Linked DNA regions of Mus musculus: all the other regions are linked to region 1. The links are chromatin contacts, called in public Hi-C maps. All regions are on one chromosome and are shown on one strand. The core of a region is the stretch at or near the end of the contact, and the rest is flanking DNA. Distances in the headings are between cores, read along the strand shown. Region 1 has its middle 80 kb from the start of Gm38992. Region 2 has its middle 28 kb from the start of Gm38990. Region 3 has its middle 6.8 kb from the start of Gm38991. Region 4 overlaps Gm38991 (a long non-coding RNA gene). Region 5 has its middle 20 kb from the start of Gm36340.

Region 1 (6,338 bases), core at 1,025-3,524:
AGGATTTACACTGCAATTTATACAGTATCACCAATGTGTCTGCAAGCTGGATAGGACGTAGCTGGTCTAAGACAGGCCTGGTTGGGCAGCTCTGCTTCAAGCTGGGATTGCTAAGGTGGCTTTTCTCTCTCTTCACATACAACTCTCATTTCCTTTGCAGGAAGAAGGCTCCCTGGAGCATGTTTGCCATGTGGTAAGATCAGAAACAAATGCCCCTCAATGCTGGCACACTGGTGCGTCCATCCATGGACAGGCCTCTACCTTAGCTCAAACCAGTTTCTGAATCAAGAGTCGGTGAAATTAAACACCATCCACAAGGAGACCACAGAAAGCAGGGACGACAGAAAGTGTGAGTAGAGAGGCAGACAAATAACTGTGGGAAAAGACCTTCTGACATTGCTGGGCGAAGGATCATGGTTTATTCCACTGGGATCCCTGTCGCCAAAAAATACTATAATCTGGACAGCTTATGGACAAAAATGACTCCTCGAAGTTCTGCAGGTTGGAGGGGTCCAAGTTCAAGACCATGCTTGGAGTACAATAGAATTTGGTGAGTACTGCTTTCTGGTCCAGGGAGCATGTTATTTTACTATGTCCTTGCCTGACTGAAGAATAAGGGGTCTTCATGGGACCTCTTTTAATAAGATCATGAATCCCATTCATGAAGGCTGTTTCAGTATGTGCTAATGCCCTCTAATGTCTTGGAGATTATGGTTTTAACATGAGTCTTGAGTTGGCACAAACACTGAGACCCTAGCCAATGGTGACTTTGCCTTAAAAGCAAATCTGTGCTTTTAAGAAACATGCCTCCCAATCCTTCCCCCATTCCCTCTCTGCTTACAGAAGAGAAGTGATTTCATCCCCGGGATGAGAACAGTCTGAGACCCATGGGTGGCTCAAGCAGGAAGAGCATGCCATTTCCTTAGCTCTCACTAAGTTGAGAGGCAAGGAAGCTCCTTGCTCCAGCCTCCATGTGGCCAAGATGCCTCCCAGGGCATCAAGAGCCTGTGTTGGCCTGTGCCTTCAGGCTCTATGTGGAGGAATCCAAGGGATCCTGTGTGGGCACCTCATAGGTCGTTTCAAAGCTGGCATTTTAATTCCTCTCTGACCCTTGAGTATATCCCTTATTTGATGACTCCAAGGCTCTGGCAAGAAGCACAGAACTTCCCCCAGTGGCACACACATTGTGCCTTTGAAAGCTTCCTGAGCAAGTTAAGTTGGGTGGCTAGGACCAAGGCTTAACAACCATAGGCATAGAGCATCCTCCTCTGCTGGGGTCACTGGGATGCGCTCTCTTCCTTCTCTCCCTACACTACTTCCTATTGATCTAGTAGTGCAGTAAATTATAGGCTCCTTCTCGCCATGTGACAAAAAAGTGGTCTTTGACAGGCAATTACTCCAGTGGATACAACTGGCCAGCCTTGGTTGTTGGGATTTTAAAATCTTTACTACTGAGGTTTGACCAGCCAAGTAATGCAACCCACTGCTTTTCTGTCTACGTTGACTGCCAGTATCTCAACTCTTGCTGTGACAATGCCATGCTGGCTGATGTAACTTGAGTTCAGCTGGAGTCACTGGGAAGAGGGAAATCTCAACTGAGAAAAGGCCACCGCCAGCCTGTCTTGGAGTCAACCCTGAGGGGATATTTTCTTGATTGGTAATTGATGATTGATATGGGAGGTCCCAGCTCACTGTGAGTGGTGTCACCCTGGGATAGTGGTCCTGGTGCTATTAGGAAGCAGGCTGAGCAAGCTATGAGGAGCAAGCCAGTAAGCCATGTTTCTCCAAGGCCTCCTTCTGCTTCCAGACTCCTGCCTAGTTTGTAGACTACAGGCTCTAAGACAAAATAAACACTTTCTTCATCAAGTTGGTTTTGGCCATGGTGTTTTATCACAGCAATAGAAACCCTAAGACACCACAGATAATTTATTCCCCCTTTTTAAGCAAGCGTCAATGTCTTCATCTGAAACATTTGAAAACAAGATATGGCCCTTCAAAACAATGGAGAGTCCAGTGGATGGAAGACACCTAACACTGTGCCTGGCTCACAAGAGTGACACCAGGAAAGACTGGCCATCATTTTATTCCCAGTCGAGTATTCCTGGCTTTTGAGGCGGACTCTGACAGACACTCAAGCATGGCCTCCCTTTAACAGATGTGCACGTCCTGCTTATCACAGCCTTTCATCTTTGCTTACAGCTATGTGGTGGTGATTCTCTGAGCAGATTTCAGAGAAGGTTTGTTTTCATAAATCATGTTTATATGTTACTGAGGCCTTGTTTACTGGATTGGGACAAGTTAAGAACATCAGGATCCACGTCTGCAGGGAAGGGAGGGAGATGTTCCGGGGAGCTGTTTATTATACACAAAGGTGGGAACAGGGCCAAGAGCCTGGCTTTAAAGTCAAACGCAGGGGCGTTTCACCATGTGACAGACATCCCCCAAGAAGAACTTGGTATGGCCTTTTCTCCCACATCCTAAAGCTATCCAAGTCCCCAGAACCCTTGGCTTGATTCTGTCAAGAGCTTCTGTCAAGAGTTAACTCCGGTTCCTAACCCTGAGCCTGGAGGATGTCACATTGGCATTGGCTGGACAGAGAGAGCAAAATGAAATGTTCGACATCTGTTAGAAGTCATATGCTTTCGACAGGGCATTCTCACGCTCAGCAGGAGCCAGACAAGTTCCTTCACAATGGAGATGTGCTGTCTTACTTTGGGGGGCTTCATGTGAGCCAGACAGGCCCTGGAGCTGCTATGCCTACTGTGCACTCTTGAGTAGACAGCACCAGGCATGGTGTGTGAATCTCTTCAGCCACCAGAAGGGCATAATAGCAGGCTGTGGAATGAAGATGTTTATCTGTAATCCACAACTGTTGCTTTTTGCTTTTAACTGTCAAATCACTCCACTTTGGATTTGGATATAGGTAGTTAGGTAGATAGATAGATAGATAGATAGATAGATAGATAGATAGATAGATAGATAGATAGATATTGATTTATTTAATTGAGATGGACTCTCTCTTTGAAGCCCAAGTTGAGTTTTAATTTGATATTCCCAGCTTCAGCCTCTTGAGTGATAGGATTAAAAGCATGCCTTATCCGGTGTGGCTTTTGGTTAACTGGTTTTGTTTGCAGTGATGGGACTTGAACCTAGGACCTTGCACGTGTTAGACAACCACACTGCTGCTGAGCTACATCCCTACCTCGCTTTTTCTTTTAGTTTGAGACATAGTCTCCTTAAGTTGCTCAGGCAGGTCTTCAACTAATTAATTCTGTTTCCCAAGCTGGCCTTCCATTTATGATTCTACCACCTCAACCTCCCAAGTAGCTGAGACAATAGGTGTACACTACCATGTCCAGCTCCTAGTGGATTTTGTTACAAGACTTTTACCTCCTTTGTATACATTCTCTGAAGACTCCAGAACATTCTGCTTCCGTGGCCTCTGTACAGCTCTGAAACATCACCCTATCTTGTTGCTGCTGATAAAGTCAGTCTTCACTAGTGGCCTTGAACCTGGGAGAGGTGTACATCCCGGTGATTAACAGGCTTGGGAGGGGTTCCTGAAAGCTGTGGGCTTGAAGTTAACACACCTCATTCTGCTCAGTGAGTTATGGGAGCAGCCACTGCTCACACTGGCCACTGAGTCTGTTACCCACTTGGATGGAGAGAATGAGTTGACCAGGGAGACTCTTTAATTCAGCTGTGAGTAGACTCAGACTAAGGGAAGAGGAGCACACCTGCTCTTTAAAGAACATTGCAAGATTCTCATTCATTCAACTAAGAAATGTTTGTTAGCATCTCCATATGCAAAGTCCTGCTGCTGATCCCAGCGCTGAGCTTCTGGGATTAGTATTTCTAGGCATTAGTATATACACAAGCCAGTGAACCAAAGGAAACTATCACAGACTATAAGTTCTAACAAAAGTCAAACCACAAGTCAGGTCATAATATGAAACGTGTGGGGTTGGAGAGGATTCTACATCGTAGAACCCTGCAGTGTCAAATGCAGTGAAAGTGTCCTATGCTAACTATGACGTTTGAGCAAAAGGCATCAAAAGGGAACCAACTGGACAGGTAACTGGAAAAAGAACATTCGAGGCAGAAGCAATGGTACATGCAAAGTCTCCAAGAACTACTAAAGACAGTTATATAGACAGATGAAAAGCAAGACTGTATTGAAAACTAGATGTTCAAAAGTGGTACATATCGCTTCTCGGCCTTTTGGCTAAGATCAAGTGCAAAAGTGGTACATAAAGATGAAGAGTGCCATAGTGGTAAATAAATAGTAATGATCAAGCATGTCTTTTTTTGATATGAGAAAATTTCAATGGTAATAGGTGAGATGCAGATTAGGTATATAGATAAATAGATAACTATATAATGGATGTATAGTTAGTAGAATGGATACATAGATAGTAGGATGCTTGTATAGAGAGACAAATGAATAATAGCATGAGTGGATAAATAGAATGGCTAGGTAAGTAGATGATAGATGGATAGATAGATAGATAGATAGATAGATAGATAGATAGATAGGTAAAAGGATGGATATATATGGATGTGTGGATAGATAATAGGATATGTGAACGATATATAGATAGGTGGATAGTAGTATGATTAGATACAGGATGATTGGTTAGACCAATAACAAGCAAATAGATAATATTGTGTATTGATGGATAGAATAAAATGAGTGTTTAGATAGATGAATGGATAAAAGGATAACTGGTTAATGTAATATGATGATATAGATAGATGGATGGGTACATAGATGGATAGATAGATAGATAGATAGATAGATAGATAGATAGATAGATAGATAGATAGATAGATAGATACTAAAGGATGTATAACAGTTGTGTAGCTCCAAACATTTGTGGAATTCATTTCTATGGGCTCATGGCACAAAGAGTGAGAGAACTAGAAGAGGAAAGTAGAAGATTCTATTCTGAAGTTTTCAGAGTGCTTGTGGAGTAACATCATAGAGTGTGAACATATCATGTGGGAAGGTGGGCACATGGCAAACCACAGGGATCAGAACCAAATGAATAAGACCTTTCAGCTGACAATCAAGGTGGAAATAGAATACTTTCTAAACCATAGTGGTGAGGACTAATCTTGGAAGAGAACTTATCAAGTTCCCCCTGGGAAGAAAGAACCTCAGTTGATGAGTTGCCTACATCAAATTGGCCCTAGGATGTCTGTATGGCATGTTCTTGATGGTTGGTTGATGTGAGAGGGCCCAGCCTATGGACTGTGTCAACCCTTGGCAGGTGGCCCTGGGGTGTGTAAGAAAGGTGATCCTGAGAACAAGTCAGGAAGCAACACTCCTCCATGAGTCCTGCCTCCAGGTTTCTTCTTGAAGTTCCTGCCCAACGCCCCTCAATGATGGTAAAACGAATCTTCTTCTTCCCATGTTGCTTCAGGTCATTGTATTCATCACAGCAACAGAAAAGCAAACGACAATGGTCCTCAAATGATTTAAAAGAAGAAAGTTAAGAGAGGCAAAAGGATGAAAGAATAAATGGTGGAACTATGAGACTATTGAGAAAAATAGGAAAATTCTAAATGTTGGTTTTGTGTTGAAGCTTGGCAGGGAAGAGGTAAGCGTTAATGGTTTTTTTTTAGGAATCTGCTGAGGTCAAGTCAAAACTCAGAGCAGGAAGCGTTGCCTCTCAGGACCTAAGGTCATGATAAACATTTACAGGAACCGTGGAAGGAGCAGGTTGGCGTGAAGCAGCTGCAAGCTGGCGAGTCTGCGTCCTATAAACACGCGTGTAAATGTGTGTCCCTGAAACATTGCTGGAAACAGATCCAAAATCTGAATATCAAGAAGAATGTCAACTTCAGCAGAAAAAAAAAAGCAAAATCGAGCAAAAGACAAAAATTATCTCCTATGAAGGAACATACGAATGTGAGCCCGAGTTGCGAGTCCCTTGAGCTGCACTGTTAGTTCAGCCAATGTTAGTGGAGAATGAAAACGTGAAAAGAAATCCTCCATGTTTACGGTGTTTTGCTTAAGTTTGGTAAAGGTTGGTGCATGGGACAACTGATGTTTGCATGTTTTCGTTTTGGAAATGATGCTTTGGAATAGTAAACTTTATAGTACTAAGGGATGGAGAGATGGCTTAGAGGTTCAAAAAGCACTTGTTTTTTTAAGAGGACCCAGATTTGGTTCCCATCAGCCATATGGAGTCTCACAACTGCCTTTAACTCCAGTGTCATATGACTTCATGCCCTCTTCTAGCCACCAGGAGCTCCAGACACACATGTAGTGCACAGATACACATGCATGCAAACCCTATCGCATATCCCTAGTCTATACCACATATCTATAT
Region 2 (6,338 bases), core at 2,108-4,607, 470 kb before region 1:
AGTCTGAGAACCCAACAGGCCTGGGGGGGACCCTTGAACCAGCTCTGCCTTTCCCACTCCTCAGACTGTACTTTCCCACCTCGAAGCAGTGTCTTGGCTCTTCCCTTCGGCCCAGCACCTCCCAGCTTTCCACCTCTCCAAGTGGCCATGCCCTGTGGCTGAGCGGATGTGGGCCAGCAGCCCTACACCAGCCTTCAGTAGCTGCCTCAGGATAAGCCTCATTCCAGCCTCCTTCAGCCTCACCCTTCACCCCACTGTCCCCTTATCCTGTTGTCTCCAATCTGGAAAATGCTTTGTTTCTAACTTGTGTCTGGGCATCTACTCTGTCCTCTTATGATCTGGTCTCTCTCCAATAACCAGGGCAGTCTCTAAAAGTACACATCAGAAAGTATACATCAGAATGTATATTTTCTTTTTAATTTTTTGGTTTGTTTGTTTGTTTATTTATTTATTTATTTATTGTATGTGAGTATACTGTTGCTGTCTTCAGACACACCAGAAGAGATAATTGGATCACATTACAAATGTGGTTGCTGGGAATTGAACTCAGGACCTTTGAAAGAACAGCCAGTGCTCTTAACCTCGGAATCATCTCTCCCACCCCCAGAATGCATCCTTTATCTGCTTTATTCTTTTCATATTCCTTAATGTCACATCAAGGATAGAGTTAAACCTCCATACACTCTACCTTCTTCTCTAGCCACATTGTTTTGTCTACACATTGCCTCTGCTACAGTTAACCCTGCCTCAAAGGCTTGTGTGGAAAGGCTTAGTTCTTAACTTTGTTCACAGGAATTGTGGGCCTGTGAAAAGGTGGAGTCTCCCGGAAGGTCTTTAGGCTATTAGAAGAGGTTAGTGGGGCCCAGGTGTTTTCTTCTTTTTCCTCTTTGGCTTTTTGGCCATGAGGTGAAAAGTTTTGTTTGGTTTCACACTCCTTTTGTTATGTCTTGTCTTTTGGGGCCCTATACTGTGGGTCCCCACACAACAGTTGATTGTGGGTGTGTATATGTATATGCATGTTTCCATGGGTGTAGGAACACACACACACACACACACACACACACACACGTGTGTGTGTGTGCACATAGAGGCCTTAAGGAAGTAGGAACCAAGTGTCTTCCTCAGTTGAACTTGAACCTCAGCTGGGTTTGTCCCCAGGGCCCCACACACTGGGGTCACAGGTGGGCCACATTGCTGCACAGCTTTTTGTATGGGTTCTGGGGATCCGAGCTCTAGTCCTTACCCTGGCAGCAAATCACTTATCTGTTGAGCCATCTCCCAGTCCAACCTTTTCTCTTTATAAGTTGATCAGCTTGGTTATTTGTTTCAGAGACAGAAAGCTTTTTAACAGGAACCCTAGCTCTGCTCTTCAGTTCCTTCAGCGCAAAGTGTTCCCTGTCTGGCAGTCCTGGGCAGTGCTTCAGTCCCATTATCCTCCCAAGTGGTATTGTCTTTGAAGGAAGCTCATTAATATGCAAGCTATGTACAGGGAGGTGAAACAACAGGATCTCCCGAGGGAACACTCCATCCTCTGTGGAGGTTCCTTAAGTTTACAAAGGAAACAAATCAAAGGCTTCAGGAAGTCCCTGAAACTGACCAGATTTACTAGGCCCCTCCCTCCCAAAGCATATATAAGTATGCTGGGAGATACTCTCCGACTAAGGGAGCTACCTGGAAAAGACACTCTCTAGCCTGCTGAGCTTCCTGCAGGCTGTACAGTGTGCTGAAGGTTTCTAGCCTTTTGTCACTCACGCTGGGGTGGGCTTTGCTGATGCAGCTGCCTCTGAGTCACTTATGTTCCTGTAAGTAACCCTTTACCCACACTCCTGTAAGTAACCCCTCACCCAGACTGTAAGTAACCCCAGTAAAACTCATTTGGCTCACCCAGTTGGATTTAGTGCTAATCCTTGCTTCCATCTGTTGTAGATTTTCTGCTTGTGGTGGTTGGGGATAGACCTTTCTTTGCAGCTCTCCAGGAATTGTACCATACAACACTAGTACATTTAGACCTAAATGTCCCTTTATGAGGTGCTTTTTAACTTACTTCAATTGGATTCTCTATAACCTCTATGGCCATCTCATGACGCTCTGTTATCCTTCACAGTTTAAGGCACTGGGTGGATGCCTAACACTCCAGGGTTCACCAGATTTCTAAGTTCTCAAAGCTGGTTAGGTCTTTGCCCCAGGCTGGTGATAATGTAGCCTTGGAGAGACAGTACAAACAAGTAACCATAAAGCTTGGTTTCTAGTGTGGAGTGTTGATGTGATGGGACCTTTACCAGGTGGGACCTACTGGCAAGTAACTGGGTTGTGAAGCCTCCACTCTCAGGAATAGGTTACTTCTATCTCTCTAGACAAGTTTGTTATACAAACTCACACCTTGACCCTTTCTGCTCATGGCAACTTTCCACCTCCCTAACATATTGTGATGTAGTTTGGAGGCCTCCTGCGGGATGCTGGTATTATGTGCTCTTTGGAACTTTCAGTAGGTGGACTCATGAGCTAAATGAACCTCTTTATTTTGTAAGTTATCTAGACTTAGGCATTTTATCACAGCAACCAACACAAAAGAGCCAAGACAATGGCCTTGATATGTTATGTCAACTCATGGGAGGGGAAAGAAAGGGACTTTGCAAGGGTGGCTGAGGTGACTCTATGAGGAAGAAGTGAGAACATTCAGATAAACAAAGGTTAGACCAAGCACTTTGGGGTGGGAGAAGGGAAAAGGAAGGGAAAGAGGAAGCAGGAAATAGGATGGCCCTAGGTTGAATTCTAATGGCGGAAGTTCTGTTGCCCATGTGAAAAGTATGGGTGAGGGTAGAGAGGTGGACAGGGTCCTGTGTGTCCTTTCATGCCAGGTCTGGTTCCTGCACTGAGAGTGTCATGAGGACATACACCCTCTACATCTCCACCAGCACCGAACACTAGTTCCTAGCAGCTCTGCCCAGAATGGTTGTTGAATAAACACTCACGTGTTGAATGGCTCCACTCCTGTTGCTACTAATGAGATTAACTAGACCTCCCCCTCCTCCCTGGCTTTCAGGGCCTCCCTGTTTCCTGGTCATGTCAAAGAGAGCTTTGAGCTCAGCGTTGGCTGTAGGACCACCAATTTTGATGTAGGTTAGCCTGTGTTCCATGCACAACTCACTGACGTGTGTCTCTCTACATCTCTCAGGCGACCGTTGCCTCCACAATAAAAACTGCCCCCTTTAATTTTCAGTCACAGCCCTCGGAATCTTCTAGAAGCTCACTAATAATTTCTACAAAAGGCTCTTCCTGAGTCAGAACGGCTGTGTTTGTACTCCCTCCCCAGCGCTGCCAGCTGCCAGCAGCCTGGCTGGAGCTCTGCACAGGCCCTCCTTCTAGAGACTGACAAGAACGATGTGTGCATTTTTTTTTTTTTTTATTTCTTACATGCAATGGGATGTCTAGACAGGTCCATCTTTTCTGCATTTGATGTGGAATCTTTGCTAGGCACAGGGGACTCTAGAATCTAAAACAGCTTCAGCCGATGAGACCCCGCCAGAGAGGTCTGTGTCACAATGAGATCTTTATGCTGACGGGGTCTTTAATAACCCTGGGCCAGTCCAGCTTTTTTTTTTTTCCTCCCACATGAAATTAATTTATTGGCTGTATGGCTCAGACGTCATTTGGCTCTCGCTTCTGCTCACACGCCCTAGCCTCTTTTGGAAAAAGACATATTCTTCTTAAGAATGAGTGTCTTGTAATTAATTTGACTCTGTGGTTCCATCAGCTTCCATGAGGGTTGAGAAACTACCTCAGAGTCCCATATTCTTGTATGTGCCGTGGATGTGTGACATGGGACTTGAGAAAGGCTGGAAAGCTTGTGTGTGCATGTGTGTGTGTGTGTGTGTTTGTATGTGTGTGAATGCATGTGTATGGGTGTGCATGCGCGTGTGTTGAGCGTGTGCATGTGTGTTAACATTGACCCAGAAAAACACGGCTGGGAAAGAACCCTAAAGTTCCCACTGTTTTTGTGATTACCCAGATTGAACATCTAGCCAAGAGGAGGAGCCAAGAGACAGGTGCCCAGATTTGAACCCCTGTTCTGCCCTGTACCCATGTGACTTTGAATGTGTTAGTTTGTCGCTCTACAGCCTCTGTTTTCTTGCTTGCAAATGGGAGTCATAAAAATGCCATGGGCGGATGAAATAGGTCCATCTGTGTGCGACCCTGGCAGCAGCGCCTGGCAAGTGGTAGGCACTCTATAAATGTCAGCTGATGGGGTCATGGTGACCTCCCGTGGCTGTTCTCCTTGTGATGGGCTAATTGCCTTGTTTGGGGAGGAGGCCCTCCCGGTGCCCCATTCCGTTTGATTTAAAGGAGGCTACAGTTGATATTTACTTATGTTCCATCTGGCTCCCATACAAGTCCCCACAGGAGTCTCAGGACTGTGCCAACCAGACCCTCAATGAGTTTCCCACCAGCCTGTGTGGTCTGGCCTTCCTCCACGTGCCCACCATCCCTGCCTGCTTTGGAACCAGCCTTGTTTGTGTGTATGCGTACTCTTGCCTACCCGAAGTGTACATACCATGAATCTACACTCTCCCACTCTACCTTAATGTGGCCTGCTCCGGAAAAGACATCCCTTGGAAGACAGGGATGGTAAGCTACTATGTCTTCTAGAACCTTTTAGACCAGGAGGACCAGGCAGGGGCTTCTCCATGTCTGTTAAATGGAATAAGCTCTCCTTGTGTTATAGTTTGGATCTGAAACCTCTCCTTCCAGAGTACACATACTGAAGGCTTGGGGTCTTTGGGAGGTGATGGATCAAGGGCTCTGACCTCATCAGTGGGTTAATTTATGATGGGTTCATTGCCTATAGGACATGGAGAGCTGGTGAGAGGCCAGGAGGAGGAACCAGGCCACTAGGGGTGGGGGTGGGGTAGAGGTGAGGGTGGGGGTAGAGTGGGGTATTCTTGAAGGAGATATTATAAGTATTTCTGGGGCTGGTACAATGTACTAGACAAGAAAAAAAAGTATAAAACTTAATATATATGTGGTAAAATTATTTTTTTTTTTACTTAAAAACACAATAATTTCATTCTTAGAGAATGTCACACCTGCATAAAATGTGTTTTGATCAAATTCACTTCCCCTTCTCCTCTAGCTCCTCCCAACTCCACTTCATCCATTCCCCCCTGCCCCATTCAGTTTAGTGTCCTCTTCTTAAATTTTTATTTACTTATTTTTATAATCCACAAAGTTCAATTTGTGCTGCCCAAATATTTGTGTGTGTAGGGTCATCCGCTGAAGCATGGTCAGCCTACCAGGGTTGCATCTCTAAAGAATACAGACCCTCCCTCTCTCCAAAGCCATCAACTGTAAATAGCTCCCTAGGTTGGGGTGTGTCTTAGGTAGGGTTTCATTGCTGTGAAGAGACACCATGACCAAGGCAACTCTTATAAAGGCAAACATTTAACTGAGGCTAGCTTACAGAGGTTTAGTCCATTATCTTCATGGTGGGAAGCATGGCAGCATCCAGGCAGACGTGGTGCTAGAGGAGCCAAGAATTCTACATCTTGGTCTTCAGAAAGTCAGGAGGAGGTTCTCTTTCACACTGGGTGGAGCTTGAGCACTAGGAACCCTCAAAGCCCACCTCCTAATAGTGCCACTTCCCATGGGCCAGATATATTTGAGCCAGCACAGGGTGGAAGCTCATGAGACCCTCTCCTCTCCACTGTAGGAAGTTAACCTGGCTGACACTGTGCAGGCGACTGCAGCTGCAGTGAGCTTGTGTAAGCAGTCGTCTTGTCAAGTCCAGAAGACACTTTTTGCTAAGGTTCTCCCTAACCTCTGGCTCTTATAGGCTTTCAGTGCCCTCCCCCATGACAGTGCCTGAGCCTTTGGGGAGGGCTGAGCCCTTCCCTGACATTCTCTGTGCCTTGATCAGTTGGAGGGAATGCTTGCACCCTGCCCCTCCCTTCTGATTCTATGTGCCGTGGGTGGGGACAGCTCTGTTCTACCCTCTGCTTTGTGATATTCAGTCTCACTACAAGACCCAGTGTCAATGGGGCCACATGACCATGTCTCGAAACCTCAAAAACCACGACTCAACATAAACATTTCCTTCCGAGTGTTGATTCTCTTAGGTCTTTCGTCACAGTGTTAGAGAAAAGACTAACATATTTTATCATCTTGAATTGAATGTAAAATGTTTTTTTGAGACACTTCTTACTATTTAAAATGCTGGTTGGTTTGGAACCATCCTGAACTGCACAGTAAGACTGTCTTGACGGCCCAACCCCTAAAATAAGACCAATTAACAAACCAATAAGGAACCTCTTCAATTACTTTTTAAGTTCATCTGTATTAAA
Region 3 (6,338 bases), core at 2,480-4,979, 390 kb before region 1:
ATTAATAATACATTTAATATTTCTTTATATATTAAGATATATCTATATATCAATATTTCTAAGTATATTCATGTAATATATAAAAGGACAACAAGAATACTTAAATATACTTATATCTGTTTAATGTGTCTATGCAAATATGAGTATGTGATATAAAAATATGCATGACAATTATACAAATTTAAATATATCTATATTTGTATCTATTTAATATCCACATACAAATATAAACAAATGCATAATAGGCATAATAGGAAAGAACAATATATATTTAAGCACATATATTTAAATATATTCATAATTGTATCTATTTGATATATACTACATTGTATATGAATGTAGTATACATTAATGAATACATTTGGAGTTAGACAAACATTTCAATTTATTTGTATTTATTAAATATGAAAATATATAAATACAATCATATGCTACCAAAGGACAATGCATGCAAATATTCTGAATTTGTATATATGTATAAATTACATATTTATTTCTAGCTGGTCAATAGTCACATATTAATGCAAGTATATTATATATAAAAAGGATGATATACACTGTAGTACACGTGTGTCTATGTAAGTGGGTCTGAGGAAAGGCCAGTCTGGCAAAAGCAGATGATGACAGAAACCACAATCAGAGGCCCAGAGAGCCTCTAACCTCCTCCTCCTCCCACAGTAACCATGAGCAAGCACAATTGCTCCATCTTGGGGAAGCTCTCATAAACCCTGTGTCCCAAGAGCTTGTGGGAAGTCAGATAGAGCTGGGTCGGTCCACCTTCTCTGGGGAACACACTGATACCTGGGGACTCTGCAGGGTCCCAGTCACCAGCTCCCAGAGCTACTTCTAACCGGGAAAGCCAGAATAGGTCCTTGGCTCATAGGCAGGCATCACTCAAAAAGCCACCCTGCCTGCTTGGGACCCCACTGACCTTTTCTTTGTCTTGACACTTCTGCTTGTTTAGTGAGGTGCCACCTACCTTAGAATAAAGGAGAAATTAAAAAAAAATGTTTTTATGCGGTAAAAGGCTTATATGAGGATCAAAGTGGGTGTCTGAGGGGGGCAATTTACCCATACAAAACAATGTTAGCATAGGCACTTAAATGTATAAATGTATGTCCTTCATGTTTATATCTGGCGATGGGACTCAGGCCTTGTATATTCTAGGTCAGTGCTCTGCCGTAGAGCTACGTTTCCAGTTCTATAGTACTCTTTTTATATAGGACATGTGATTTACTTAGTTCTCAGATTACTTTAAAACAGTGTAAGGTTGCCCCCGGTGTTTAATATTTGGAGTGTCCTTGTTGTTATCTGAATTTCTGGCTCAGGTGACTGCAAGTACTGAGAACACTGGGCTCTCAGCACAGGCAGAAAAACCCTTTGTGGATAGGTACAGAGCATAGAACATCCCTTGCATCTCAGACTTAGACTATCAGCCTGGCCCTGGGAGAAGTCTGACTACACAGTGCCTGCACGGTTGGTGTTGACAGAACACTGGTGTTTGCTCCGTTTCCTGGCGGGGTTAGGTAGTGGCCTTGGTCAGCCGAGACACCCGTCACTACCACAGGATCTTTTGTTAGTTACAAGTTATGACTGAGGCATGGAGCGTTAGTCAGGTGGCTTGGAAGTGGGGCCTTTTGTATTTCCCACAGGGCTTTGCTCCTCTAGCTAGGAGGCCACTAGGCTCCCAAGAACAGTATCTTCCCATCCTTCTAGAAGCACAGGGAAACTGTGACCTCAGTGGTTCATGTGTGAGGGGGGTTTACTAAGTACAGTCCCTCCTCAGTCCACAGCAAAATGGCAACTGCCGTGGAAAGTTCGATCCGCAGACCTACCTCTGCTAGAAGCACATTCCTAGGTGCTTGAAGATAGCCAAGCAGCCAATGACCTTAAAATTCTGATCCTTCAGCCTCCACCTCCCAAGTGCTGCGATTACAGGTGTGTAGCCCCACACCTGTGTTGAGGAGTGAAGCTACGGCCCTCTGCTGGGTGAGCTCTCCACTGCCAGCCCATGGCTTATTTACTCTTTCATTCTACTCCCAATTGTGGTAGAAGTGTGTGTCTGTGTTTGTGAGTATGTCTACTATGTGTGTGTACATTTGAATAGAAAAATGGTAGGCTACTGCCCTCGGTCAAGAAAGGCTGTTAAAGAGTCTAAAGGTATAGCTGGTTCTTGCAAGGCTATCCCAACACTGGCATCCAGCTCAGAGGTCCTGTTTGCTGTCTCTCCCTTCTCTGGGGTACTATAACTTTCCCCTTTGTACTTCTGGTTTATACCCAGTCACTGATATAGATTAAATGCTCTGATCTATTCAAGGCAAAGTGGTCTTGTCTTTCTCACACATGTGGGGTGTGGGGGGGTAGGGGTTGGGGGCTGCAAACATCATAGCTGTCAAAATGTACCATATCTACTGGGTAGCTTGAGGAACAGCTGGAGTTGGAGGAGGAGATGTAGCAGATCCAGGAAGCCCAGATCCTAGCCTTGACCTTGCCACTTCTCAGCCATTTCCTCCCCTGTGGCTGAGTACTGTCTGTGTATGGTGAACCTGAGATGGGATGCACACACTACTCTTTCTACACCCACCGTGAGGCAGCCTTACCGGAGCACACGGTACCTGAACTTGGGTTTTTAGCTGGGACTGAACCGTGTGGTGCCCTGAACTTGAAGGGACTGTTGTGAAGGCCACAGCTGGCAAGCGTTTGGTGGCGTGTGAGTGGCTTCAGAAGAGCATCTAATCCAAGCTGTCCCGACTGCTGCTGGAATCCATATGACAGTCCCAGAGTCTGTTCATTGCGCTTAAGGGGAAATAAATACTAATTGGGCATTGAGAGCATTGGTGGGGACAAAGGCTGTCTTAGAGCAGAATCCGTGAAAGGGTCTTCATTCAGACCACAGAAGGTTTGGAGGAGGTCAGCTTTGATGCCCCCCTGGGGGATGAACAGGACCAGGTAATGAAAAGATTCTCTGAATGAGAAGCTTTGGGTGGCAGGCTTAGGGCTGTAAAGGTACCCCAAGAACAGAGCTGAGAACTCAGAATCCAACAGAGGAAATGACGGCTGTGCAGGATGGGGTGATGTGATTCTTAGTGAAGTCCCTCTTACTATCAAGAGAAAGGTGGAGGCTCTCTCTCTCTCTCTCTCTCTCTCTCTCTCTCTCTCTCTTTCTCTCTCTGCTAAGGACCATGGCTTTAGATAATTACACAGGTGAGGCTGGTGTGCACATTGTAGGCCAGTTGGAGGTGGGGTACACTTGGGCCACCCTCCCTGTGTTCCCCCTGAATCCCATCAGAGCCTCTAGGAGATGAGACTAAAGCTGGGAGAGCCAGGCACAAGATAGACCGGGCATGTCATTGGAAGCTCAGGTCTACACCATCTCTGCTTTGTCTTCTGCTTCCCGTACGAACATTTGTTCCCCAACACCTCAAGGTCTGATACCTAAGTTACTCTGCAGCCAGTGTCATTTAGAGCTCCTGGATTTTCTTGTCCCGTATTAACGGAAATGTATTTTTATTTACATCTTACCCCAACTGCCTCTCCCACACTCGCTTACACAGATACTCTGACAAAGTTCTGGCATCTCTTAAGGGAGAGGCTACTCATTACTCTGTCAGAGGTTATTTGACATCAGTGCTTTTACGAGCCTTCTAAAACAAACCAGGTACTTGCTTTAGGGCTGCAGACTAGGCCAGGGATAGAGTGCTTGCTTAGAGAGCACTCCCAAATTCCTGGGTCCCATGCACAGTGTATAATAGACAAACAATAACAATGACCACAGCTCAAACTGGGGCCTGGTTCCTAACATGTGGCCCCGATTTCAAAGCAAACGTTGTATTCTAAAATGCTAGGGCTGAGTTGGGGCTTGAGGTTTTTTTTTTTTTTTTTTTTTTTCAAGACATGCCAGAGAGTTAGGGCATTTTTGGAAATGCTAGAATGTTTGCTTACTGCTCTGAGCTCCAACCACTGGGTTTACCCATTTTCCTCACTAGCAAATGAAGCATGACAATGAAAAGCGGCCCCAGATTGTTCTGCCTGGAAGGATTCTCATATTTACTTGGTCATCTTCTGTCTGTACGGCTGGCCGCAATCTCCTTAAAGAGCCTTGTTCAGATCTGTCTGGAGTGAATCTTCCTGCTGCACATAACCGAGAGAGCAGCAAGAGGGGCCTGGCGAACGCCAGGCTTGTTATTCTTGTGCACACACCTGCAGTTTCTCTCCATCCAGGTTTGGGGTGAATGCAATTGCCTTAAGAACTGGCAGAGTTTCTTTAGGAATAAAACAAGGGGGGAAAAATCCAAGTTGCCTCATCAGAAATTACCTTCCTGGTAGAAAACCTAAACGCAAGAGGATGGATAAAAATAGATTTTTTTTTTTCTTAAATGCCAGGGAAGAGAGCTAGAAGCGCTTTGGCAGATCGGGATCTGTGGACAGACCTGCGCCAGGTTCTTAAGTTAATAAATATTCATTTTGAGGGTTTTTTTTTGGGGGGGAAAGGAGGCAAGTTCTAGGCATAGAGCCCTTGTTGGAGAAGTAACATCTATTTGTACAGCATTTTTGGTTCTTAAGAATAAGGTTCTCTCTCTCTCTTTTTTAAACTCCTCCCTAACAATTCACACCTCCAGCAGGCTAGCTGCTTGGAAGATAGATTCAAACACAGCGTCTTCTCAGTTGTAGCAAGCCAAGCCAGGTATAAAAGCCACATTTTATCTCCGTCTCAGCCACCTTTCTCTACAGCCACCCCTACCCCCCTTTATTCTGGACATGCAGCGAAAGCTTCATTCAATATTGATTGTGCTTTGATACATTAAAATCAAGAGTGAGTCGGGGCTCTTACATAAAAGGTGTATAGATACCATTCACACCGTTTTGACCAGAACAGTCAATATTTTAAAAGGATTTCATTTCCCTTCCAAGCCTGCAGGCAGTCTAATTCTCTACGAAGGGAAGGCACGGCCAGTTGGTGCGAAATGATTCCTCCCGAGGTGTCTAAGAGGAGGGTGGTATTATTAGTTTTCTTTTTCTTAAAAAAAAAAACAAAACTATTTTCTACTTGTATACAATTTAGCAAATTTGGAGCTTGGAAAAGAAGCCTCAAATACTTTCCCTTCATTTGGTGGGGAATAACACTTTGAATGACTAAAATAAAATAGAATAAAAGCATTTTCATAACAAATAATTCAAGGCAGAGCAGTAGAGATATTTCAAAGAAAAGATTCCACCTAAATGTTTTGAAAAGACAAAAAGAAGAGCGAGTGAGAGAGAGAGAGAGAGAGAGAGAGAGAGAGAGAGTGCCTAGTTGCAGTTGCTTTGACAGAGTTCAGGCATGAACGTGCTTTCATTCCGTTGCATGATTTCGATAAAATTAGGTTAAAGAAATGTTCATTTGGAAACAGTGCTTCGTCATATTATTCCCAACACACGTCTAGCAAATATATGAATCCCGCATTCATCTGCGCGAAGTTCCAGACCTTAATGAATGGTTTAGACAGCATTGTCATCAATTTTCCGCAGGTGCAGCTGGAGCAATCAGTCAATTCAATCAAAAGCCTCCGTCAAGTTGCGTGGCGCTGTCATTTTTTTCATTCTGAAATTGAAAAAGAAATAAAAGAAGAAGAAGAAATAAGAGAAAAAAGAAAAAAGAAAAAAATGCAAGCAAGCCAACCGCGGTTCCTGGCTTGCATTTACATTCTCCCGCCTTTGGGTGGCGCTTTTGAGCAGCGCTTTGCCGCCTGCCTCGCTGCAGAGCTGACTTTCTCTTTTTCTTTCTTTTTCCTCCAACACCCCCCCCCCGCAACTTTATACTAATATAATATTTCTTTAGTGATGCTATGGAGATGAAATCGCTCTGTGTGTTTTAACACGCATTCCAACAACCTCTTAAGGCAAAAAAGTAAATTCATGCAGATGAGTTATAGAAAGTTGAAAAGATGCTATGGGAGCGGCTGCCATGGGTCCCCGGGGGTGCAGGGACACACTCTTGATTGCTTCTGAGGTTGTCAGACCTCCAACTTTCTCAGCCCTTCTTCCCCTGCCCGCCTGTGCAGTCCAGAACAATTCGGGGGTCGGGAGAAGTGGGCGGAGGGGGCAACTTCGCAGCTAGATCTTCTGGTTCCTTTTGAATCCACCTGAGTTTACTTTCCCTTAGCTTCAGACGGCCTTTGGGAATCCTAGGGTGGGGTCAGGAGTTGTGCTGGTATCAGGAGGGGCACGTATTTGTATTTCTGGCTGTCCCTGGGTTGGTGTCTTTTTCTTCCTGTAAACTCAGTAATCATAGTGCCATCATACCCTGCCACTTTGCATTAAAGGACCCAGGAAAGATGACATCAAGTAAAGCTTTGATT
Region 4 (6,338 bases), core at 1,541-4,040, 370 kb before region 1:
GGATGCTTAGGAGTAGACCGGCAAGATGGGGACCCAAGGAGCTGGAGGTCGTTCCCATTCAGCCATACTGGCTCCTCCTTAAATCAAGGTTCAGGTTGAGAGCCGATGCCGGGAAATCAGCTTAGCACACAAGCCAAGGCTATGTGAGAAACAGTCCTGAGTTGGCTAAGAACCCCTGCAGAGCCTGGCCACCTGAGTAGAGGTGAACTCTTATCAGCTAGAGCTATTGGGGGGGGGGTGGTTATCACTAATTAGCCACAAGAGACACAGTGATCTGCCCCCAGGGGCATTATCATCTATCATTGCACTTTATCCTCAGATCCAAACTCTACCCATGGGGCCAGAGAGATGTCCCTGTGGTTAAGAGTCCTATTGCTCTTTCAGAGGAACCTGGTTCAGTTCCCAACAGCTACATGGCAGCTTACAACCATCTGTAACTCTAGTTCCAAGGAATCCAACACATTGCTCTGGCCTCCATAGGCACTAGACTCACAGGTGGTGCATATACAGGCAAAACACTCACATACATTAAAAAATATCCTTACTATCAAACTCCCAAGGGGAAAAAATTACATATAGCTGACCGAGGAGATGGCTCACTGGGTAAAGTACCTACTGTGCATGCACGAAGACCTGAGGGACCTGAGTTCGATTCTCATTGCCATGTCAAAGCCAGACATGGTAACATGTGTCTATAACTCTGGAGCTGGGAAAGGAGGGGGCAGAGACAAATGAATTCCAGGAACTTGCTGGACAGGGAGCCTAGCCAAAGCAGCAAATTCCAGGATCAGAGAGTGAGAGACTATGTCTCCAAAAAACAAGATGGAAAGTGATAGAGGAGGACACCTGATTTTGACCTCTGACCTGCACATTTCATACTTAGGCAAGTGCACACACATGTATGTACGCTCTCTCTCTCTCTCTCTCTCTCTCTCTCTCTCTCTCTCTCTCTCTCACACACACACACACACACACACACACACACACACATTGGGTCTTATCGGGATATCTTTGGCTGAAGGCAACTAGAGTTGGCCAGGTAGTTTGAACCTCAACCCTCACCCTGTGGGAAGAGTTTGGCTGGTGTTTGGGAGTGGTAGTTAAAAGTGTGTGTGTGTGTGTGTGTGTGTGTGTGTGTGTGTGTGTGTGTGAGAGAGAGAGAGAGAGAGAGAGAGAGAGAGAGAGAGAGAGAGAAGAAAGGACTCAAGCAAGAGGCCAAAGAAGTTGTCCATATCAAAATGTTGAGAGTGGTCAGCCATGATAAATGTGACAGAGATGTGGAACCATATGCCTGAGGGGATCAGTGAAGACTGACTTCATAAGAAGGTGCTGGGTGACTCAAGCAAGAGAGGTAGAGAGGAGAGTTTTGCTTGTTGTTTGAGGGAGGGAGTCAGTGAGCCTTCCTGCAGGGGGATGCTCCAGTTAGTGAAGCCAAAGGCATAAACTTCTTGCCCAGATCATGGTTACTGAGACTCACAAGGCTATTGGGATATGTTGGAGGAAAATAGCTCTGTGCCCAAGGATGGATGCTGCTTTGGTAAACTACACCAAGAGGATGGTAGGTCATAGGACATGCTATGTAGATTTTCTGGACACCCCTTGACCAATATCTATTTGCTAATAATACTCTTACAGAGTGAATCCAAGGGCCAAGAAAGAGCATGTGCGTGTGGTGGTATGAAAGGGAATATGGACAGTGTTGGGCATGGCCTCGCTGCTTTGGTTTTGGTTGTCTGAGACCCTAACCTTTGCTCCAGATGATAAATTTGGTTTTGTAAATTGATAAGATGTGGGGAATTTATCAGCCTTTCCCAGTGGGTTGGAGGACATCATGAAACAAGTACGTCTTCTATCAAATGCTCTGTTTTCACAGCTCAGAAAGTTTAGGGGACTGATCTTGGGGTCAATCAAGGTGAGCAGAGCTTTTTCAGCTCTCAGACCCCCGGCTCACACCCCGGAGCTTGTGCATGTATATATCCCTACATCTGTGATGCCCATCCACATCTCTAGGATGTCCAATCTCAGTTCTGGGACAGCCAGACAAGGAGGAGGGAAATGGAATGTTAGTTGAAATGTATAAATTGCTTGTCTGCTGGATAAGAAGGCCAAGGCAGGAGGCTTGCCTGGGTTAGACAGAGAGTTCAAGGCCAGCCTGGGCTCCATAGCAAGACTGTATCTCAAAATCAAAGAAAAGGAAGAAGGAGGAGGGGCAAGAGATGGCAGTGGAGGAAGGAAGGAAAGAAGAAAGAGCCAAACCTTAGAACCCAAGGGATTCATCTGTTCGTGTGGGTCCCATCTCTGCCCTGCACAAAGATGCCCTATACACACTGATCACATGGTACACATGGGTGCACACACAGCTGCTGCATTCAGAGAACAAGCTCATCAGGTGAAATCAGGACCAAGATGGAGATGAGAAGGGCCCACTGTTTCTCCAGTCCCACCAAGCCCAGGTTGCATTTCCCACTCCCTGTTTTGTGGCAGGAACAGGCTTCTCGGTAGAGGAATGCAACTGTGCCTGCCCTTGTTTGCCTGGCGTCCTGTTTGTTCCCAGCACAGAACAATGACCCCTTGTAAGGCAGGGCTTCTCAGCCTCACCGAGGGTTACTGAGCAGCTCCGATTTCTCCCCTGATTATCTTGAAGCCTGTCAAGCTGCAAGTTCTCCCGCCCTTCTCTGCTCTTTCTTCCTAATAGACATGAAACAGTGCAGTCAATAATATTTTACTCGTCTTCCCACTGCGTGTCTCCTCTTCTGATCAGTTTAGGCGGCTTTGACTGCAGAAAGTCAGAAGGGAGGTTACGATCTGAAAAGTTCAGCCAAATGTTATCAGCCTCCGAGATGTTGCTAAGGGAAAGGCCCCCCAGCCCTTGGCGACCGGAGCCAATAATAGCTGCGATTCACTGATAGTATCAACGCCTGTCAAAGATCCAGGCGTTTGCGGTTCGTCTGTAAACGCAAACACCTGTATCCAGTCAAGCTATGATGGTTATCGTCTTATTCCCTGTCATGTCGATGGTTCCTTGAAGGGGCTGCCAGGATGTGCTAAGCTGTGAGTTGATTTATAAAGTGAAGGGTCTCTCAGAAACTTTGGCATGGATAGGGAAATTGACAAAGGCGAGCTTCTCTTTGGTGGGGTGACGTGGCATTTTGACAACAGTGAAACCCAGTTGTTTTTCTTTCTTTCTTTTTTTTAACTGTATTTTTGAACCCATGGCACCTGAGGGACCAAATCATGGGAAGTGGGGTGGAAGGGGAGTTCGGGCATGCTTTGAAAGCCCTCCTTCACGTGACCCCCAGTTCCCCACCTCTAGGAAGGACACTTAGTGCTTGTTTGAGACTGATGTGTGTGATGAATTAGATCAAAGAGACTAACGAATAGTGTCCGCAGAGCTTTTCAGAAGACAGTATATACATAGCTGGGATAGTTTTGAGACTGAACAGGCAAAGCTCACACTGCTAAGTAAACCTAAAGTGTAAGGAGGCCGTTGATGACCTACCCAGCTGTGGCGAGCAGTGTTTTCCTAGTGAAAGGCTCCCGGGCTTCCATGTTTGCGTGGTCAGCCATAGCTGCCTGAATGGAAAGACAGGAAGGAAGACACAGTGTTCATGGGTCCATCCTCCGCTCATCCTTAAGGTTGTCCTCATGAGACAAGTGCTTATCCAAGAGAAGTTTGTGTCTCCCCTGGAGATCTCTGTGGGCTCATGTAAAATGTGTCCCAGATTCTCTGCTCCGTAGCATATGGTTAGACCGCACCGTCTGCTTGTCCCACGGCCATGTGCTTGGTATCATACATTTGACACCATCTTGCCCATCCCTTGAATAATATTCAGCTTAAAGAAGGATAGGGACAATCTGAAAGGCCCCAGACACTGGGTCTTCAACAAATGCTGTAGGTGAGTAGCTGAGGATAAATCCTCTGGAATGAACAAGCGCGGCTCTGCAATGAACTTGAACCACACCTTTCTAGGGCCTCCTTGACCCATGAGACCAAGGAAGAGGTGATTGTTGTGGTGGCACACACCTGTGATTCCAATACCAGGGGAGGGAGGAGGTTGAGGCAGAAGGGTGGAGAGTTTCAGGATAGCCTGGGGTATAGCGTGAGTCCTTATTTCAAAACAGAATTAAATGAAAAGAGGAAAATGCAGTATGAGGACCCTAAGGACAGTGATGAGAGGAGATGATGAACCAGGTTAAAATAGACATTAACCCCGCACAGTGATACAGAACTGCTTAGCTACATGCCTGGTCCATAGGAAGTGCTCAGTGTTAGCCACTTGTCTCTCTCATTTTACTGATGGTTATTATTCATATGGCTGCCCAAACCTTGCAGGTTTAAAAAGTCAAATTTAGACCAGAAATGAGTTTTAAGAAAATCATTTAAGCTACTATCACCTTAAAGCATAAAACATTTCCAGTGATTTAACTGAGACCCTTCTAGCACAGTTCACACACATAATGCCCTGTGGAAGATTAGAATAGTGCCTTGGAAAGCCCAGGGGTGGATGAGTGAAGCTATGGGACTTCATCACATTCAGCGTATTTAAAAAGGTCCTGGTCCTGATGCTCTTCAGAACTCTTAAGCCTGAAAAAGAAACCTCCTACAATATTGTTTTTGGTCTGCCAAGAGTATTTCAAGATGTAATGATCTGATTCTATACTATTTGTTGGTCCCGTATTTTCATGGTGGTCTGAATGAGAAATGTCCTCCATAGACTCATGCACTTGAAAACTTGGATCACACTTGGTGACACTGTTTTGTGGGAAACTTTGGTGGAAGGGGGAGCCCTGCTGGCGGAAGTGTGCCACTGGGAGTGGGCTTTGAAGGTTGATAGTCTTGCCCGACTTCCTGCTCTCTCTGTGCTTATGTGTGGGGATGCATCCTGCTCCTGCAGCCATGCCATGCTCCCCCATCCTCAAAGACTCTTTCTGTCTTAAGTTGCTTTTGGAAATGGTATTGACCACAGCAACAGAAAAGTAACTAATACAACATTTTAGCTAAAAGGACCACAGGCTGGAGAGATGACATATGCATGGGCTGCAAAGACTGTACATGCATGGACTGTGGAGATTACACACACACGGACTGCAGAGATTACACATGCATGAACTGCAGAGATTACGCACACATGGTGTTTGCAGAGGAGCCAATTTCTCAGCACCTCAGTTGGGCAGCTCACAATTGTCTACAACTCTAGCTCTTGGGAATCTTATGTTCTGACTTTTCTTGCATGTACATGCCTGCGTGAACGCATAGGGGTGCATGGCCATACACACACACACACACACACACACTCGTGCTTAAAAAATAAAAATAAATAAATAAACGGACCACACTGAGTGAGAGCTCTGGCAGCATTCGCCAGGGACAAGGTGCTGCTCCATGCTGGATGCTCTGATAAGTAGTGATTCTCACCGGGGTGTGGGGCTAACTGGTGAAAACTGTATATATTGCTGCGTCTGTGTACTCTGCCCCTTTGAAAAACCAGCTCTCAAATCCTTAACATCTCATGCTCTGTGCAATAGCTTCTGCCACCTTTTGACCTCAGTATGAAGTGGAAGTTGTTCTTGCCAATCCTAGATATCTGGACTCGTTTCTGCTCAAACACCTAGCAGGAACTTTTCTTTATTGCCTGTGAACATGCCCTGCAAAGGTGTCAGCCATGTCTAACTCATGCACTCCAACTAAGTTCTAAACGTTCACTTAAAGGATACCTCTGGACTAGGCTTAATAGAGAAGGCTTACAATCCCAGCTATGCTGGAGGTGGAGGCTATTTCTATTCCAAATAGAAGGCCAGCCTAGACTATAGAGGAGATTGATGACTTTTGACTTGGGGAGTTGCATACCTTCAAAAACCGCCCAATTTCCATGCAAACCAAGGTGACCTGAGGCTATTGAGAATGGTGAGTTACGCTTTCATGTTTTGAAAGGGAGTCAAAGCAAGAAAAGAGATTTGAGGAATGACATGTGGAGAGAATTAGGCAGAATCAGGTGTATGAAATCACTTTTTTTTTTTTCAGACAGGGCTTCTCTGTATAGCCCTGGCTATCCTGGATCTCACTTTGTAGACCAGGCTGGCCTCAAACTCAGAAATCTGCCTGCCTCTGCCGCCACCACGCCGGGCTGCAATCAGACATTTTTAATAGCCTCATTATCACATATACTACCAGCCCCAAAGCAAGGAGTATTCTGGGATGAATGAGATTGAGGTTTCTGTCTGACTACAATAAAGAATTATAGAATGCGTATTCTATCGCTACCCCACCAAGTCCTTCAAAACATGGTGGGGGGGGGCACAGATAATTTTCTTTCTAGAACTATTTTATTCCTTTAGAT
Region 5 (6,338 bases), core at 2,311-4,810, 330 kb before region 1:
TCAAATGTGCCAATTTTCTTCTTATTCACCACATCACCAGATTGCTTCTATGTACTGAGGGCTGAGAGAGATGACTGTCTGAAGAGGGGACATGTTACACGGGACTGAAACAGTGACTTGACCTCCTCCATCTGCGTTGGTGTGCCTGTCACACCTAGTTCTCCAGTAGAAGGTTGTATTATTTCTGGAGATTAATATTTCCAGAAAGGTAAAGGGAGATTCTTTTCAACAGAAACACACAATAAAGACCTCAACCCCTAGTCATCTCTGAAGACAAGTGTTTTGAGAGTGAGCACCATGCTTAGTCTTCGGAGCCGGGGAGAACAACGTGTGCATTCTTGTTTACCCTCATGTCCTGAAGCATAGCCATTTGTCAAGGCAGGTGAAACCCCTGTTCCCCACTGCCAGCAACAGTGCATCAGAGTATTGACTGAGTCTGGGTTCCTAATGCGAAATGCAGAATAGGAATTGAAACATACTTGATGGAATTAAAACATTAGTATTGGCTTTCAGCTCCCTTAATAAACACAGCACATCTCAGGAGTAAACGCCAGCAAGCCAACAGCAGACAGCCATGCACTTGCCCCAGGTGAAGGAGGTACCTGAGCCCTAATAGCAGGCCTTAAGAATAGATTCCCATACCCTAGTCCCCCACCTCCCCCATGACTGTCCCATTTCTAACTTGGACATATACTTTTCATTGTTTAAAACAGAGGATTTTGGTTTTTACTCTGTATGGTAGTTTGAATATGCTTGGCTCAGGGAGCTGTGCTATTGGGAGGTGTAGCATTGTTGGAGTGGGTGTGGCCTTGTTGGAGGAAGTGTGCCACTCTGGGGGTGGGCTTTGAGTTCCTATGGTCCAGCTCCACCCAGTGTGGAAAAGGATCCTTTGGGCTTCTGATCGAGATGCAGAACTCTCAACCCCTTCTGAAGCACCGTGTCTGCCTGGAAGCTGCCATGCTTCCTGCCATGATGATAATGAACCTCTGAAACTGTACGCCAGCCCCAGTGAAATGTCCTTTATAAGAGCTGCCTTGGTCATGGTGTCTCTTCACAGCAAAAAACAAAACAAAACAAAAAACAAACAAACAAACAACAACAAAAAAAAAACCCCAAACTAAGACACTATGGAAATGGGAAGACACGATGGCATCTAGATTAAGGAGCTAATACTGATGACCACATTAAGCCACATAGAGGGAGTCTTGAGAAGATGCCATACAAAGCTGACATTGACTCTCACGGCGTCAAGCACTCGAAGGAGCTGGGTTGTTCTCTGTGATGCTCACACAGTGTGGGGTTCTGGGTCTGTCGTTTGCAGGGACATCCGCGGGGAGCTTAAAAGTCAGACTCTCAGAGCAAGCAGAGCACAGACCTGTGAATAAGTGCAGTCCCCGTAGAGATGTGAGAATTCTACTTATCTGGTTATGTCTCAGCTCCCCAGTGTTTCATGTTGAGTCTCAAACCGGAGAATCAGAGTGAAATGTGACACCTGGGCCCTTTATGCCCAAAGTCACACAAGAGGCTCAATGTTCATTATTCCGTCAGGGTATGAGGAAATTAGTTTGCTACTACCCTGGTGGTCATCCAGAGGTAGGAGCATCCTTGGGGCAGAAGTATACAGCAGTACCAACAGGCTGCACCTGAGTCCTAGGCACCGGGATCTGTTAGCACCATGATGCATTTGGCTAGTGCAGGTGAAAGCTAAGGACGGTGTGGTAAGGCTCTTCGGCTCCTCTTTTGCCTTTGCCCCAGAATGCACTTGGCATCACAAATACCAGGCCTTCTTTGTGCCTGCTGTTCCTCAGTCCCAGAGGATCCTTGGTGCTAGGAAGCAGGGGGTGGACAAGAAGATCAGGGACAGGAAGACCCTGCGTTTGATTAACACCAACACCCTCCACTATGATTGCCAGCCCACTACTCTGCCGTTCAGCTCTCCTGTGAATCTTGGGCTGGTCTGCAGGAGGCATGCTGGGCATGTGGACTGTGGGGGCCGAACGTCATAGAACCGACCATTTTGCTACGTTGTCATGTCACAAGTCTCTGCCTGATACCGGTTAAGATTTTTTTTCTCAAAGGATCTGAGAACAACTTGACTAGATTTGTTTTTTGTCTGGACTCAACAAGATTTGCCTGACCTTAGAGTGTCATTCATTCCGAGCTGGGGACTTCAAGTACCCTCAGTTGCATCTGGTGTCCCAGCTGTCTCTCCCTGGGCTCTGCTTAGGAGGTGTGTGTGTGTGTGTGTGTGTGTGTGTGTGTGTGTGAGTGTGTGTGTGTGTATGTGTTTAGGAGCAGGAGGCCCTTCCTCCTTGGCCTGCACAGTCCTGGCAGATTCCCTGAGGGGCAGCTGCCCTGGTTAATACCCATGGCTGCCCTAGCCAAGTTCAGTTAGAGGGAGAGGGGGTTGGCCTCTAGAGATGTGGTCCTGAGGTCTCAAAGTCCTATGAGCCTTGGTCCCTGGCAGAAGAGGTAAATCTGTGACTCTCCAGACACATTTTGAGTGAATTGGTTTCAGCTTTCATGAAATGCTAATGTTGATATTGTTTACGCCCCGTTGTATTGTTTTTCACTTTAAAATTACAGCTTTAGTGCATTAAGCTAATTTCATAATACTGTATTAACTTAATATTCCATAAATCACACATGTCGGATCGCATTGTAATGGATACACAAGAAACTGAATTTACTACTCTGGCCCTCCAAACACATGGATTCATAATTTGCCCCGGCGAGGCCTGGGCCTCCATATAGGGTTAAGGAATTACACATTCCGATGCCAGCCAGGCACAGATCATGCGGAGTGCGCAGGCTCTGCAATTGTTCTCCATACAAATTGAAACAATATATTTCCAGCTATTTCCTAGTTGTAATTACTAGCAAAAATCGTAATACCGTGAACATATTTTAAACACCTGCACTTTTGGTCCAATTCTTTTTTTTTCTTTTCTTTTTTTTCTTTCTTTCTTTCTTTTTTTTTTTTAAATAAAGCTGTTTCCATTTGAATAAAGTTGTGAAAGCTCGCCCCACCAATGGTAGCAATCACTCAGTATGGCTTTCCTGGGAAAGATGATAACTTTTGATTTGGAGGGAAGAGGTAAAGACAGAAACGGGTGGGTAGAACTCATCTTGCATGGGCCCCTCTCTCTCCTCTCCCTCACCCCTCACCCCTTCCTTGGCAAAAGAGATTTCATTGCAGCCGCTTAACTGGGTTGGGTTTATTCCCTGGCTCCCTTGCAAGGGTGCATGCTTCCATGCTGTAGCCAGCATTTGCGGGACCTGGGAACAAAGGGGCGCTCTCCATGGGGGAGATGGTGGTGTGCTGGGGCAATTGAGAAGCCTCTGTAGGTTTTTAAGCACACACTGTCTAATCGGGCTCTGACAAGTCCATTGTAAATCAAAGGTCTGGTAAGTGGGCATGCCAGAAATGTTTGATCTCCTTCCAAGCCTTGAAACAACTTGCTTACTTTTTTTTCTGCAGTTTGGCTCCTCACTAAAATAAAACATTGTGAGATGAATGTTCTGACGGGTCATTGTGTGTCAAGCTGTCACTCTGTAATGGTTACATATTTCAGCTGGATTGAGGTGGTGCCGGCTGGGGAGGTCTGGGAGAACCGGGAGAGGGAGAGAGGGAGGGTGAGGACGGAGACAAAGAGTATCAGGATTTCTGCTCTCTCCTTGTGGCTGATCTTCATTTAAACCAAACACTTGTCATGTTCAGAGGAAGTTTTATAAATTTTTAATGATATTGGGTACAACTGGTGCTTTGAAATTTGCTGTACTTTAATTTTTTCTTCGTTAGCAAAGGTTCACTAATGCATTGAAGTGCTAACAGCGTATCCTAAGGATGCCACAATAATTGTGCTGTTAATAATATCCTGGCACTAGTAATGTTCTCCTGGTAATCAAGGCATGAGATTTTTTTTTAATATATTCAGTTATTACACTGCATCTCGTACAAATCATGTCAATTACAATTGCCAGCCTGTGACAGTTAAAATAATTGTATACGTTTTCTAGAATTTTCCATTGGCTTGGCTAATCAAGCTAAAAAAAAAAATCAACACATTATTTGCATTAATTTTGTTTCTCGTCTATTTCCACTCCTAAATCATTTGTCCATCGACTTCAAAAGGCAGAACAGTAAGTATTTTAATAATAAATATACAAACACATTCACACCAACCTAATTTAAGAATACTCTTCTATAAGAGGAGTGAGATGCAGTTATCTGGCAGGAATGTTTTGTGTGACTGGGTTTAGGACATTAACTAGAGTGCTTGCCTGCTGGTATCGTGTTGCACTGTATACACTTGGGATAAGCTGACGCTGGGTGTGTACAGAAATCTTGTGAGGAAATTCATTTTAGTGTTTTCTGGGTTTGCATTCAGCTTTTAGTTCTGTCTAGGTCAGAAAATTTTTATAATTTTTGATCTCTTTTTTATTTATTTATTTATTTTTTTGAGCTCAGTGTTCCTCTGCACCAGGAAATGATGTATGTAATACTTCGAAGAAAGGCTCTGCAAACGTGCAATTCGAACGCTAGTCTCCCACCTCTGTGATGGCTGCCTCCTGACCGATGCCAAAGCTTTCTTTATTTGCGGCTAAAATAGCTAAATGCTCCAGAAAGTCCTGAGCACGTAAAACTGGCTGCTCACGGGATCCCCAGGCGGCATCTCAGCAAATTTCCCCAAAGCCCGGATTCTCTCTCCTTCACCCAACTTCCCTGCTTGTCACAGCCGAGAACAGGCAGGAGTTTGGGTTGTTACAGAGACCAGGATGGCATGGATGAGGACCCTGGGGGTCCCCTGGAGAAGGCCAGGCCATCCTAGAAGGCTCTTCTGGGATCTAGTAGTGCCCAGCTGCCCCTGTTCGTGGGGAGGGTGGGTTGGGATGCCTCAGAGGCAGACCTGAAGGGAGGGTCAACTTGGCCTGGCTTAGCTGTGGACCAAAAGGATTTCAAAGCAAGCAGAGCCATTGCAAGGGTTCAAGGAACCCCAAAACAAGGAGCAAGAGTGTCTATAAAACTCATACTCACACAGGACTCAGAAATGGCAGGTGGGTAGAACAGGATTATTTGAGGAATTTTCAGGCAGCTTAATGGCATCATAAAGAAAGAAACTTCTTGCTTGCCAAAGCTGTCCTTATTCCCCACCCCCCCAACATCCTACACCCTTTCTAAGTCAGCCTATGGTATGAAGGTTTTGGCATAAAGATGGGTGTCCACAGGTAAAAGGGGGTCAGGGCAACAAAATATCTTTTTGTCTCTTTTTTAATGCAGTCATATTCCCTTAAACATAGCTTGAACAAATCAGCTCTCAAAACATGGAATTTATTTCTCAGCTTTGCCTGGAGGTACCAGGCAAGATCAGATTTTTCCCCCCTTCTCTCGCTGGCCCTTGGAGTCTTGACCATGCAGAATGGATGGCTTTAGAACTGTACACGGACAGGAAAATCAATGCGTCATACCAGGAGGCTTCAGGGGTTAGGTTCCCATGTCCATGTCAACAAGGCTATTGGCTTTCTTTTTTTTTTTTTTTTTTTTTTAACGGCCCAAAGTTATCACTTCCCGACTGCTACAGCCACCGCTCTGACTTGTGTGGTCAAACCTTAACAAAAGAATTTCCCTTTGCCTACCACTCTGTGGCAGGGAATTTAATTACTAGGCAGAGAATTTTCCCAAGGACAGTGATCTAAAGGAAACAGGCAGGTTCCAAAACGCGGCCATTCCTGGGGAAGGGGGTCAGGATGAACGTGTTTGATAGGGGATCTACAGGGGTTAGACCACCACATTTGTAGCAGTCCTTGGCTCTCCAATGAATCTCTGCTACTTCTCTGTGCTCTGGGGAGGCAGCTTGTTGCTAAAGAGGAAAGCCTTGGGGGGGGGATTCCCCCCCCCCAGTGGACAACATCTGTCTAGCTATCCCTCAGCTCAGCTCTGTTAAGGAGACTTCAATTTGTCCATAGAATTAGCACATTAAGTAAGCTCAAAGCCTATGTCTGCTATTAGGTTTAAAAGGAGAATATCTAGAGATGAGGGTTTGGCTAAATCTCTGGTTTACTGAGATAGGGGACTCCCCCCCCCCTTACCCCCTCCCTGCCCCAGAGCTCCAACATCAGCTTCAGAGGAAGTCCAGGCTTTTCCCCAGATTGGCTCAGCTAGTTTGCCTCCTCATGGGAGGCCACACCCTCTCCTGGACACCCAGCCAGGCTGACCCTTTTGATCTGGTTTTCTTCACAACACCCCCCCTGTCCCCCCACCCCCCCAACCCCCTGCTTGCTTTTTCCCTGGGCTGTCCTGTCGGCTGTGACACAGTGCTAACACCCTGGTGCTGGAG

Evidence for each region. Hi-C and Micro-C count contacts between places; a contact is called where the count stands out from the background.
Region 2: a contact with region 1 is called in a Hi-C map of uterus, with 6 times the contacts expected there. The contact joins two enhancer-like sites.
Region 3: a contact with region 1 is called in a Hi-C map of uterus, with 3 times the contacts expected there. The contact joins two enhancer-like sites. A contact is called at or near these places in 4 of 484 Hi-C or Micro-C datasets (all in uterus) and 1 of 115 datasets of contacts at active chromatin or transcription factors (embryonic basal ganglia).
Region 4: a Hi-C map of uterus shows a contact between it and region 1, with 5 times the contacts expected there. The contact joins two enhancer-like sites. A contact is called at or near these places in 6 of 484 Hi-C or Micro-C datasets (myocytes and uterus).
Region 5: a contact with region 1 is called in a Hi-C map of uterus. The contact joins two enhancer-like sites. A contact is called at or near these places in 2 of 484 Hi-C or Micro-C datasets (both in uterus) and 1 of 115 datasets of contacts at active chromatin or transcription factors (astrocytes).

The regions. Positions count from the first base shown.
Region 1 is chr7:36,460,252-36,466,589 of GRCm38.p6, forward strand. No RefSeq gene overlaps it. Among named protein-coding and RNA genes, the nearest start is that of Gm38992, 80 kb to the right of the region's middle. Within about 2 kb of position 2,275, at least 3 of the 459 cell types and tissues checked have an H3K27ac peak or open chromatin away from gene starts, as enhancers often do. A contact at or near this core is called in uterus, where this site is marked.
Region 2 is chr7:35,985,329-35,991,666 of GRCm38.p6, forward strand. No RefSeq gene overlaps it. Among named protein-coding and RNA genes, the nearest start is that of Gm38990, 28 kb to the left of the region's middle. Within about 2 kb of position 3,358, at least 18 of the 459 cell types and tissues checked have an H3K27ac peak or open chromatin away from gene starts, as enhancers often do. A contact at or near this core is called in uterus, where this site is marked.
Region 3 is chr7:36,066,267-36,072,604 of GRCm38.p6, forward strand. No RefSeq gene overlaps it. Among named protein-coding and RNA genes, the nearest start is that of Gm38991, 6.8 kb to the right of the region's middle. Within about 2 kb of position 3,730, at least 2 of the 459 cell types and tissues checked have an H3K27ac peak or open chromatin away from gene starts, as enhancers often do. A contact at or near this core is called in uterus, where this site is marked.
Region 4 is chr7:36,087,906-36,094,243 of GRCm38.p6, forward strand. The region is part of intron 4 of Gm38991 (a long non-coding RNA gene); the gene reads left to right. Among named protein-coding and RNA genes, the nearest start is that of Gm38991, 15 kb to the left of the region's middle. Within about 2 kb of position 2,791, at least 18 of the 459 cell types and tissues checked have an H3K27ac peak or open chromatin away from gene starts, as enhancers often do. A contact at or near this core is called in uterus, where this site is marked.
Region 5 is chr7:36,130,476-36,136,813 of GRCm38.p6, forward strand. No RefSeq gene overlaps it. Among named protein-coding and RNA genes, the nearest start is that of Gm36340, 20 kb to the right of the region's middle. Within about 2 kb of position 3,561, at least 31 of the 459 cell types and tissues checked have an H3K27ac peak or open chromatin away from gene starts, as enhancers often do. A contact at or near this core is called in uterus, where this site is marked.